Linked DNA regions of Drosophila melanogaster: region 2 is linked to region 1. A link is a contact called in public Hi-C data. All regions are on one chromosome and are shown on one strand. The core of a region is the stretch at or near the end of the contact, and the rest is flanking DNA. Distances in the headings are between cores, read along the strand shown.

Evidence for each region. A called contact is a pair of places that touch in the nucleus more often than the background predicts.
Region 2: a contact with region 1 is called in a Hi-C map of the Kc167 cell line, with 2.0 times the contacts expected there. A contact is called at or near these places in 4 of 107 Hi-C or Micro-C datasets (the D17-c3 cell line, the Kc167 cell line, the ML-DmBG3-c2 cell line and 1 more).

The regions. Positions count from the first base shown.
Region 1 is chr3L:10,519,588-10,524,866 of dm6, reverse strand. The region is part of intron 2 of Rbfox1 (RNA-binding Fox protein 1); the gene reads right to left. Among named protein-coding and RNA genes, the nearest start is that of snoRNA:Me28S-A2629, 15 kb to the left of the region's middle.
Region 2 is chr3L:10,848,177-10,853,455 of dm6, reverse strand. It overlaps lncRNA:CR45169 (long non-coding RNA:CR45169), which reads left to right and starts at 2,766. Exons shown (of 2, transcript NR_124862.1): 1 at 2,766-2,872; 2 at 2,954-3,386. The region is part of intron 1 of tna (tonalli); the gene reads right to left.

The DNA of each region.
Region 1 (5,279 bases), core at 1,032-3,531:
TTTTAATAAATTAAAAATGATGACTAAATCGAGCTGGAGTTGAAGGTCGCCTTTGTACAGACTTCAGTAAACACTCAAATTAAAACTAAATAAATATTGTTAACAAAACAGGCAGGCGGCTATTAAAAATCAAATTAAACATTGAACATGGTAAGAGTCAAATAAAAAAGAAGAAATAAAATATTTATGAATGATGAATGAATATTAAAATATACCTTATGCCATTATAATAGAAAATATTGATAAAATGTTAAAAAAATTTTAATTTGTAAATCTGTAATGTAATGAGGTGGAACATGAGTTTAAAAATAGAAACAAATTAAATTTTTATTTAAACATGGAAATCAACATTTTTAGAGCCTAAAGTTTATTACTTTGGAAAAATACGACAACATATAATAAAAATTAAACTACTCAATCTTTATAGCCATCATAATGGGTATTGATCTTCACATATTGTTTATTGCCAATAATAAATACGTTTCTTATATCATATATATTTTCAATAAAAATGTTATTGATGCACCCACTGATTTCAGGCTCTGGGTCATTGCAATTGCCATGGCGAGTAATTAAAAGGCTATTGAAAAAGGGAAGGAGGTGGCGAAAAAGGTGCTGCCATCAAGGTCACTGGCTGTAAAGGTCACAAGTTGGCCAGGTTTGCTAGCCGCCGATGATGTCAGCAACTCGTTTATGGTCAAGACAATCGAAACAATGGCGCCAGGCGTTACAATACACCATGCAACTTATACCCCTCCCTTACGTTCAGATTAAAACCCAGAGCGCATCTTCCATTTATCTTTTGCATTTGCAACCTGACTTGTTCACCTTGTTGTTTTGCCGGCACTGTCGCTTTATGTTAATTGGCAACAGTTAAGGCAAAGTGTGCACAATTTTCCACCAAAACGGGTGGCAACGAGTAGCAAATTTGCACTTTTCAGCTAGCTAATAAATTCAATTCATCGAAAAGGCGAGTGCCTCGAGACGCCATTAAAGCGAAATGTACATAGAAATATATACATATACTGCAAGGAACACAAAAAATCAAGCACTAAACGAAAGGGGCAACCGAAAAAGTTGCATTCTCGAATCGTTAAAGTGATTTGCGAATGGCTTTCAAACGCGCTTTTAGCATTTTTTCCAATGTAAAATTTATGGCAAAAAATCGTGAAAATATGCAAGCGCTATAAATTGTTGTATGTAATAACAAAGTAAATAAAAAATGATGATGGAGACGAGGCTCCATTAATCGTTGATTAATTGCATTTGCATAAATTATGCATAGTTTTCAATTATGCAAGATAATAACAAAGATATAGTAGATATAGTAGTTTCTATAAATAGTTGCAGACTGCATGTCTCTAGATGTTTCCGGTTAGGGAATGATTCAGGTGGCGATTAGCCATTTAATTGATGTCACGGCTGGTATTCAGAAAGGTTGATGAATCAGAAAAATTAATTGAAATTTTTTTTAACACGTTTTATTATTAAATAACCAAACCCCTATTTGATATCACTGCAGTTGAGGCCTATCTATCTATTCACTTGAAGCTCTGACAAACTAGTAAGACCGCCATTATTTGTATAAGTCTATTCAAAAGTTGTTTGCCCACCTTTTTATTTATTGACCAACCCTAAAAATAAACTAAAAAAAAAAACCTTACTCAATGCTAAATCAAGTGGGCACTAACTGAATGCATGGAAATACAGTGCGTTACGAAAATGTAAAGATGGAAAGCATCTACTTAAAACGAGCTTAATTCAGCAAAATCTTGTACAATACGGAAATCGAATAGGAGAAAAAATCCATTCATATTTATATGTCATGTTCAGCATGTTCACATTTTCCTACCAAATCCCACTGTTCTTGACTTGACTTTGTAGACATTTTTCTCGATTACTCAATAGCAAAATATTTTGGTCGAAAAAAATAAAGTCAACAAAAAATTATACATGCACGAACGATAAATGCCTACAATAAAATCTCGTTTATGACATGCAAATAAAATGTAAATTTTAGTAGCCCAACAGTGAGCGCACAAAATAGAAATAACAAAACGAAATAAAATTGTTAAAAAAGCAAAAAATTGTTTGAGAGAGCGAAGAGCATGAGATAAATGAAAACAAAAGCCGGCTGCAATAAATAATATAAGAAGCAAAACAAAAGCCAGAGATCGACTCCGAGGCGGCAATAAAAATTTGTCGACTGTGTCAGCGCGCGATCAAAAGCGTTCAAAAAGCACGTGGGGGCGTTGCGAATAGCCAGATAGAGGCCGAAAGAGACGGATAGAGGCGGCAGCGAAAGAGATGGCATGTGCTAGCAAAAGTGTGACGAAAGAGCAGAACTGATGCACTGCACTTGCTGCCGCCGCTAATGAATGAAAACGAATGGCAGTTGAATGGAGCCGAGAAATGGAGTGAAAACAATTGACAGCCGCATAAAAGTCGTTCGAAAAAGAGCGCAACTAAGTACTTATTACCAGCTACTTGGTGAAAATGTCAGCAAATTAGAGGGGTGATACAAAAATTTACTATTAATAATGATGAAAGACTTGTATTAATTGCATTTATCTACGAAATTTTGCATTCAAACTTCATTTGTTATTATTTGTAAATCGTTTATGTTCTATTTTGGCATTATAAGAATATTTGAAAATAGTTCTATAATGATTACAATTTAGTAACAGAAGCGCTGATCTTGAGCTGTCCACTGAAGCGTAGAGAACTCCATTATGCAATCGCTCCAATAACCAAGTTAATGCCATATAGTTAACCTAGTCGATCTGTCTGCTACAGATACCGTTACTTTGGCAACTGCACTACAATGACAATGTGGAAAACCTGTTACACTTTTGACCAACTTTTGTACGCCTGCTGCTGCTGCTGAGTCATAGCAAAAAATACGAAAAAATAAAAAAATGACAAAAAAAAAAAATTAGCGGGCGTGCGACGATCTTGCTAATTGCTGGGGCAAGAAAAACGAGGGGAGATATGTATGTATGTATACCTGGGATTCGTGTGACTGACACCTGCGATTAGCTTTTGGCCCCCGCTTTTTACCGTCAACCCCGCCGCTCTGCACACCATAATCGTTGAACCGAATAATTTGCATGAAACTTGGCTTAAACGTTTCACTCGGCTCAGAAAGAGAGAGGTGGAGAGCGAGAGCGAGAGAGAGAGAGAGAGGGGGGGGGGGGGTACCGAAGTTTGGGTCATTCACACTGCCGCCGGTTTTCGTTGGCGTTTGTTTATCTTTGGCTCTTTCATCTCGAGCTGTGAACTTGTCAGTTACAGCAAATTTGCATTGTGTTAATTTAAAATATTCAATTAACTCGTTTGCTTATTTTATTTAAGTCATTTGGAAATGTGCAAAAACGGGTACATGCATTTTTAAGAGCATTTTTAGGATTATCGCACCCCGATTTAATTGCTTTTCAACAGCCACCTATGCGAATTAAGCTAAGTACTTGAATTTTAAATACAAAAAATTCCAATTTAATTGGCAATTTATTTGCAATTTACATTCCAAAGATATTACGCAAAACGAGAAGATTTTATCTTGAGCACCTTTTTTTTATGCATTTTACGAGCCTCATTTCGGTTAATTTATCATCGAAGCGTTTGAAAGTAAAAGGTAACCTACATATTATACAATTTTAGTGAGCGTCTTTTTGGTTTGACTTAGGAATTTAAATAAGGTTTTCTATTGTCGAAATTATCAAGGCGATCCGGACTAGAAAGAGATGGGGCGATATGGCAATTTTTTAAATCAACTTTAATTGAAATAAATTGTCATATCATTTGCCCTGGAAATGGAAATGGACTCAATTAGATGCGGGCCGTACAGACTCTACTCTACATAACTTTGCCCACATATAGTACAAAATGATGCGCATTTATGCTCTTTTTTTCCCCTGAAAAAATTATACAGAGCCATCAATCAAAGGAGGGGGAAAATGAGAAATTGAAATATGACAAGAACCTATCCAATCGGTGGAGGGATTGATGGCCACTTCGGGTAATGGAAAAAATGGAAAATCGACTTAAGAAATTGTCGGACACATGCCTGCATCACTTGACTAAAGACTAATTGAGTGAAAGTCATTTGGTACATGAAAATCATTTGAGATGCCAAACAGCCTTCAAAGCGCTGTAAACGCAAAATAAACATAATTAATAGCCGACATAAAGACCGAAAGATGTAAAATCAGAGATATAAGATGATGCGATACAGTGCGTTTCATGATTTTAGGCATATTTAAGACGCTGCAGTGTAAGTGAAATGTGTCCATTTTTTATGACTTTTGGTATCTTTTTTTTTTTTCTAAAAAAACCATATCGGTTTTACAATCTCGATACGCAGCGTGTAAATGCTATAATCTGTTTGCGTTGAAATACAAAGTCTTGACCAAAACTTTGCGGTTAACTGCGCACGCACAATGGACTTCCTCTGATCTCTCCACCTACCCATAAAAACCACATCTGAAACACAATTTATGCCAGCTGCCGACGACGTATAACAGTTTTATGCAATTTATGTGCAATTTTTCAATTGAAAAATCAGCGGACCAGGCCAGGAAGGCTTTACTTAATGCGACGCAATTTCGGTTTTCATTTTTTTTTTTCCTTTTTCAAGTATTTTCCTCTCAATCTGTATGCGATGCGGATTTATTTTGCGTGTGCAAAATGTTTTCAGATTCAAGTTACTACTGCTACACACGATGACAGGCAGGCGAACTTTTAATTGCAATTAATTTGAGTGACATTTGCGAAATAAACTGAAACTAGAAATCGATTCAGGACGGCAGCGACATTGAATAATTGCAAAATATATGAAATATAATGCTTTTGTCTGTAGTTCAAGATATAATTGAATAATCTGAACTTGCGTATGTCTAGATATTTAGATGTAGTTCTAAAGTATAAAGCTAAGTTCAGATAGCTACAACTAAGTAACTCTGCATTTTTAGTTTTTTTTTAAACTGGGTCATTAGAGAACAATTCAACGACCGTATCCATTAATTTTCTGCAAAAACAAACACAAAAAAAATTCTCGTTCTGGCTTGAGCAGCCAAATTCAATGTCAAATCACCGGTCTGACATCATAAAAACCCATCGTTAACCACAAAAGCAGCTTCTTGTGCCATTCATCAAAATGTGGTCTAAGTCTATGTTTAGGCCAGGCCAACTTCCTTATCAATCATTCGACTTTGGAGTAGTTTTTCAACCATAGTATTTGCATATCAAAAACGTACCTGCAAAGAAAAGAGAAGACAAGA
Region 2 (5,279 bases), core at 1,517-4,016, 330 kb before region 1:
AGACACCTTTCCACGTGCAGGTCGGTACACCTACCCGACCGCCCCGCCCCACCAAGACCCCAAACCCCTCCCTCCCCCTTCGGGGGTCTGCAAAAAATAATCAGCAAAAAACGTAGGAGAAAAAGAGCGTGCAAAATTATGCTGAGTGCTTGGCTGGCTGCCACACAAAGTGAAAGAAAGGCAACGACAACGACGACATCTTCAACGCCAAACCCTCCCCCCCTCCCCCCACCATTCCATCCCCTTGGGCCACTCTAGTCCCTTCGGTCCCCCGTTTCGGGCGCCCCTGGATAGCCCTCCAAACGCTGGCCTCTCCTTTTTTTTCAAGAGAGCAGCATAAATGCGAGGAAAAAGGCAGAGAAAGAGGAAAAATCAAGGAGGAACTTGGTTGGCAGCAGGGGCGTCGGCAAGGGGGATGGGGCTTGGGTGGCTCTTTGCCGGCAGATACTTCGAGATTTAGCCAGCCCGCCTCCACCCCCCACCCAATGGTTTTCATGCATTTTATCAGTCGACGCTGACGATTTTCTTGGCGTTTTTATTTTTATTATTTCGTCTTTTTTTTTTCCTCTCGCTCTTTGCTCGGTTTCGTTTATGATTTTTTTTCCTTCGCTCCGCGCTGCTCGGGGTTTTTGTTTTTATTTGGGTTTCGTTTTGGGATCGGGCAAATGTATCTGTATCTGTATTTGTATCTTTATATGTGGCGCTGCGGCCGCTGTTGTTGTTCTTGTTGGTGCTATTGTATCGCTTTTGTATCTTTTAGCGCTGTTTTGAGTTAAGCAATTGATGGATATGGTTTATTTATAACGCTTGGCGACCGAAACCGAACCGAACTGAACTCAACTGAGCCGAACCTCATCATCCTCTCCATCGCATCGGCGGCAACCTCATCATCGCCATCGGAATTCCGACGACGTCGAGCAGCTCGCACAATGAGTGCGGACGTGTATCTGAGTATCTGCAAGATACTCACTCACTCGCTCGCTCGCTCGCTGCCTGCGTTCGATAAACGTAAGCGTAATAATATTTTATTGAAATTTGTTTTCTTGCCTGTACTTGCCTCGCTCTCTCCTGCCCCTCCTCTTTCCCTCTGCCACTACGGGTATTTTCTTTTCGTTTCGGGTGCACCGTAAATTATTTAAATTTAAATATTCCACTCGATCTTTTTTTTTTATATTTTTGATATTTATCGAGGTCAAAAATGAAAAAGAGCTGCTTTTTTAATCCAATCACTTTGAAATTCGAATTAAGATCGGCATGAAGTTATGTTTAATTTGAAATTAACGCAAAAAAATTATCAACTAATTTGCTCAATTTAATCTTTGTTGTTTAATTATAATACAACCTAAATGGGAAGTAAGAAAACTCTTGATATAGATTTTGGCAACAATTTGAATGATACTATAATAAAATAAAGTAAACTAGGCTGTAATTTTACAATTTTTTTTGATTGATGTTTTTTAATTTGAATTATAATATAGTGCGGTAATATCAAAACTGAAAATTTGACCCAAAGAAAAATGATGCGTTTATAAAATTAAATAAAATATGTATCAATCTTAAACAAATGAAAATGAGTTTGCATTGTGTTCAGTGTTATGGGGACTTTGGTGGGTACTGTGGGGCCTTCATTTCTTTTGTCGCTGCTTGCTTTTTTGCGCTCCGCTATAAGTATCTGTTGGATAAATATGAGGTTAAAGCGCTGCCTGCTGCCTGATGCCGTCTGTCTGCTTGTAGTTTCTTCACTTCACCTTAGTTCAGTTCACTTGCATCTGTATCTGTATCTGCACCAGAAGTATCTGTATCTGTACCTGCAGCTGCAGCTGTAGTAATACCCAACTCGAACTCGAACCCAAACCCGCACCCGTATCCGTATCTGTATCTGTATCTGCATCTGCATCTGTGTGTTTTTCATTGGGTCTCTGCTCTGGAGTCGAGTGCAGCGCATTTTGATTGTTCGCCTGCTCTTTTGATGAAAACATAAATATCACAACGCCGCCGAGAGAAAAGAGCCCGAAAAAGAAGCCTCAAGACATCCAAGAAGTGGATGAGGATGAGCCACATGGCGATGGCGATGGCAATGGTGATGATGGCAATGGTGATGATGATGATGGCTTCCACCATCGGAATTTCTATTTAGCTCTCTCGATTCCTGTTCTCGCATTTGAAATGAATGAAAATGTTTTTCCTCTTTCCCGCTCTCTTTTTTTCCTTTTCTTTTTTGTGAGCGTTGTAATACAACTTCTGGAGTTTTCTGGGTGTTTTTTTGTTTTTTGCCTTTTCCGTGTGCGGTAAATTGATACGGCAATGGTGGCTTAACACCGGGCGCATAACTTCTCTTTTAATAAGCCTAATTAAAGCCACAGAAAACACCATTTGGCTTGGGCTATTCCTGCAGGCAGGCTTAACAGTGTTAAATTGGGTTTTATTAGAGATTAAAATTGATTTCGGTGTTTCGGCAGCGAGTTGAAATATCAGGAGATTGAAAATTGGATTGAAGATTTAATTTTTCAGTTCGTGCAAGAAGATCAAATTTCAGGAAGTGGTGGTTGAAAGTAATTGAATTTTAATGTTATTGTCAGCAAATGCTGAATACAAATTATGATGGGAGATTATGGAAATGAGCATATTTGGAATATAATATTATGAGCAAATGAATACAAATGTTAATACTATTCTAAAATGGTATTGTAGTAATATTGAGGAGTTTTTGAAATATTTGAAGTATTTGCTTTATGTTGCATTTTGATTTTAGAATCCATTCCTTTAGAAGACCCTATTTTGTTTGTCGATTAATTATGCTGCCCCCCAAGAAATGATTGAGCACGTCTAAAAATAAGTCGGATATCAGGGAGAAATCCCATAAATTTTTGGGGTGAGTGCGAGTGAGTGCAGTACATCTGCATACCCCTCATTTTACGACCCTCCTCGAATAACTTAATAATTATTCATGCAGTTACCCGACGCAATTACAACAAAAGTGGATGCCACATGCCCACGCTTCAAAAGCGCAACAACAAGAGCGATAAATAAAAACAACGATCGACAACAAACAAACAACGAATAACGAACAACAAAGTGAAAAGTGCGTTGTACATAAACGAAATCGAAACGAAACGAATAATAAATGAGAGGAAGAAGGAACGACAATACTTTATATAGTTGAATGACTGAACCAACCCGTCAACCACACCAACGACGAACAAATTAACACACAAAATACTTATGCGCAATAACAACAACAATACCAATACCAATACCAACACCAACAACAACAACAACTTGCCCTCTTCACCAACAAAATTATCTTAAAAACACCAAACAAGCTGAAAGAAAAAGGAAATATGGAAAACACAAGCCAACAAAAAATCTGAAAATAAAAATACATTAAACGAAATAAGATGAATACCAAACAAATAAAAAATTTATGCGTTGCACTTGGTTGTGAAGAGTGCGAGGGGGATGGGGCTAGGGGTGCGATAGAGACGGACAGTGAGGGATTGTATAAATGGAGGCGAGCGAGAAATTATGCCACAATCAAGTACAACACAGCAACAACAACAACAACAACAAACAGAGAGGAAAATTCCTTCGGAAAAATGCGTGGTGATGGGAAAACCGAAGTTAGAGATGGTCAAATTTATCTGGGATCAGATTGGGCACATAAAATCTTCAAAGAAAACTATTTAAATCCTAAGCACCATTAAATTTATAAGTTGGAATATAATTTTGAAATCAATTTTCGAAACTGATCGTACTTATTGCTAAGAACAAATTTCTTATTTTAAAAATATTGGGTTTTATTGAACTAAAATAGGAATGATATTTACCATTTAATACCTTTCGTTAAATTACTAATAATAATTCTTAAACTTTGTAAGGTAATTTAAGTCCGCCATTATTGTTAATATTAAGTGAATTAAAATTGAAAAAAAAAAAAACAGTTTAACGCCACTTCTAATTTAAAGTGAACATTAAATTATACAGAATACGCAATTAATCGCCTTTTTTCCAAAATTATATGGTGAGTGATTCTTCTTTGTCATCTAATGAAGGTAATCCAAACAAAACCCTAAGTGTTCACCTTCCAAAATCACCGTCGTCATAGAATAATCCACTCATCGCAGTCATCGCCCAAATGGATCAGTCAGCTTGCGATCATATCAGAGCAGAGAGATATAGTAGAGCAGATCACCTCCAAAACGCACACAGATACAAGGCAGATGACGATGGTGTTCGTATTCCATCGCGATGATGATCATGATCGGCGGTCAATGATAATTTCATTTTGTTTTGTTTTTGCGTTTGCATGCGACGCCGAATCGCTTTCGGATTCGGAATCTGAATCTGAATCTGAGTGACTACCCAACTGCTTGCCTACGAGCTAATGTATCTGTATCTGGGCATTTTTCTGGGTATCCGTGTATCTTTGTATCTCTGTGTCGGCTGGCACAAAACAAGCTGCCGCTGCTGTTGCAGTCGAAGATGCTCGAATGCAATCGGCTGTCTGCTTACATTCCATAGATACACAAAAATAAAATGCGGCTACAATAAATAATATCTAAGGAGAGGGAAGGTGAGAGTGCGATGGAAAGCGGTACCAAAGCGGCTGGGTTAGGTAAATCAGACCACCCCTATACCAATTTTCCACTTCGCTTCGTGAAGTTCTCCCCCTTGCACCGCACCGATAAAACATTATCTTTCATCATAATAAACGGAGATAGCACTTAGGTTGGGCAATTACCAATAGGCGGCAACACCTCGGCGCAACTTCACTTTGCCGTCTAATTGCTTAACAAAAGCTTCAATTAAACACTTCAAAGAGCTTATTACAAACCAATAAACCGCACCACTCACCAAAGAGAAGCTCGGGGCGCAAAGAATCCGCAGTTCCTCAGGCGGAACGACGATGAATGTCAAGGATACGCCACAAATACAGATGGAGATGCGAACACAGTTGGAGATACAGATACGGATATAGACACGAATTAAGAGCCAGTTTCACAGATACACTCGCGGAACAAAGAGAGCACGCTCCACTCCATTCAAGTCCACTCCATCGATGTTCTGGATGGCCTGGAATATCGCTTTACACACATGATATAAGTGTCATGACTGCGTGGCCCGATAATTGTCTGTTTTGTCTGCCGTCTGTTGACTGCCTTTCAGTGTCCTTAGTCCTCTGCCCTCGGTCCTCCGCGCCTCAGCTCCTCTGCTCCTGCAGCCCCTGCTTATCCTGTCTAGCCAACTCTTGATGGTGACGCAGTTGTGCCTACTTGAGG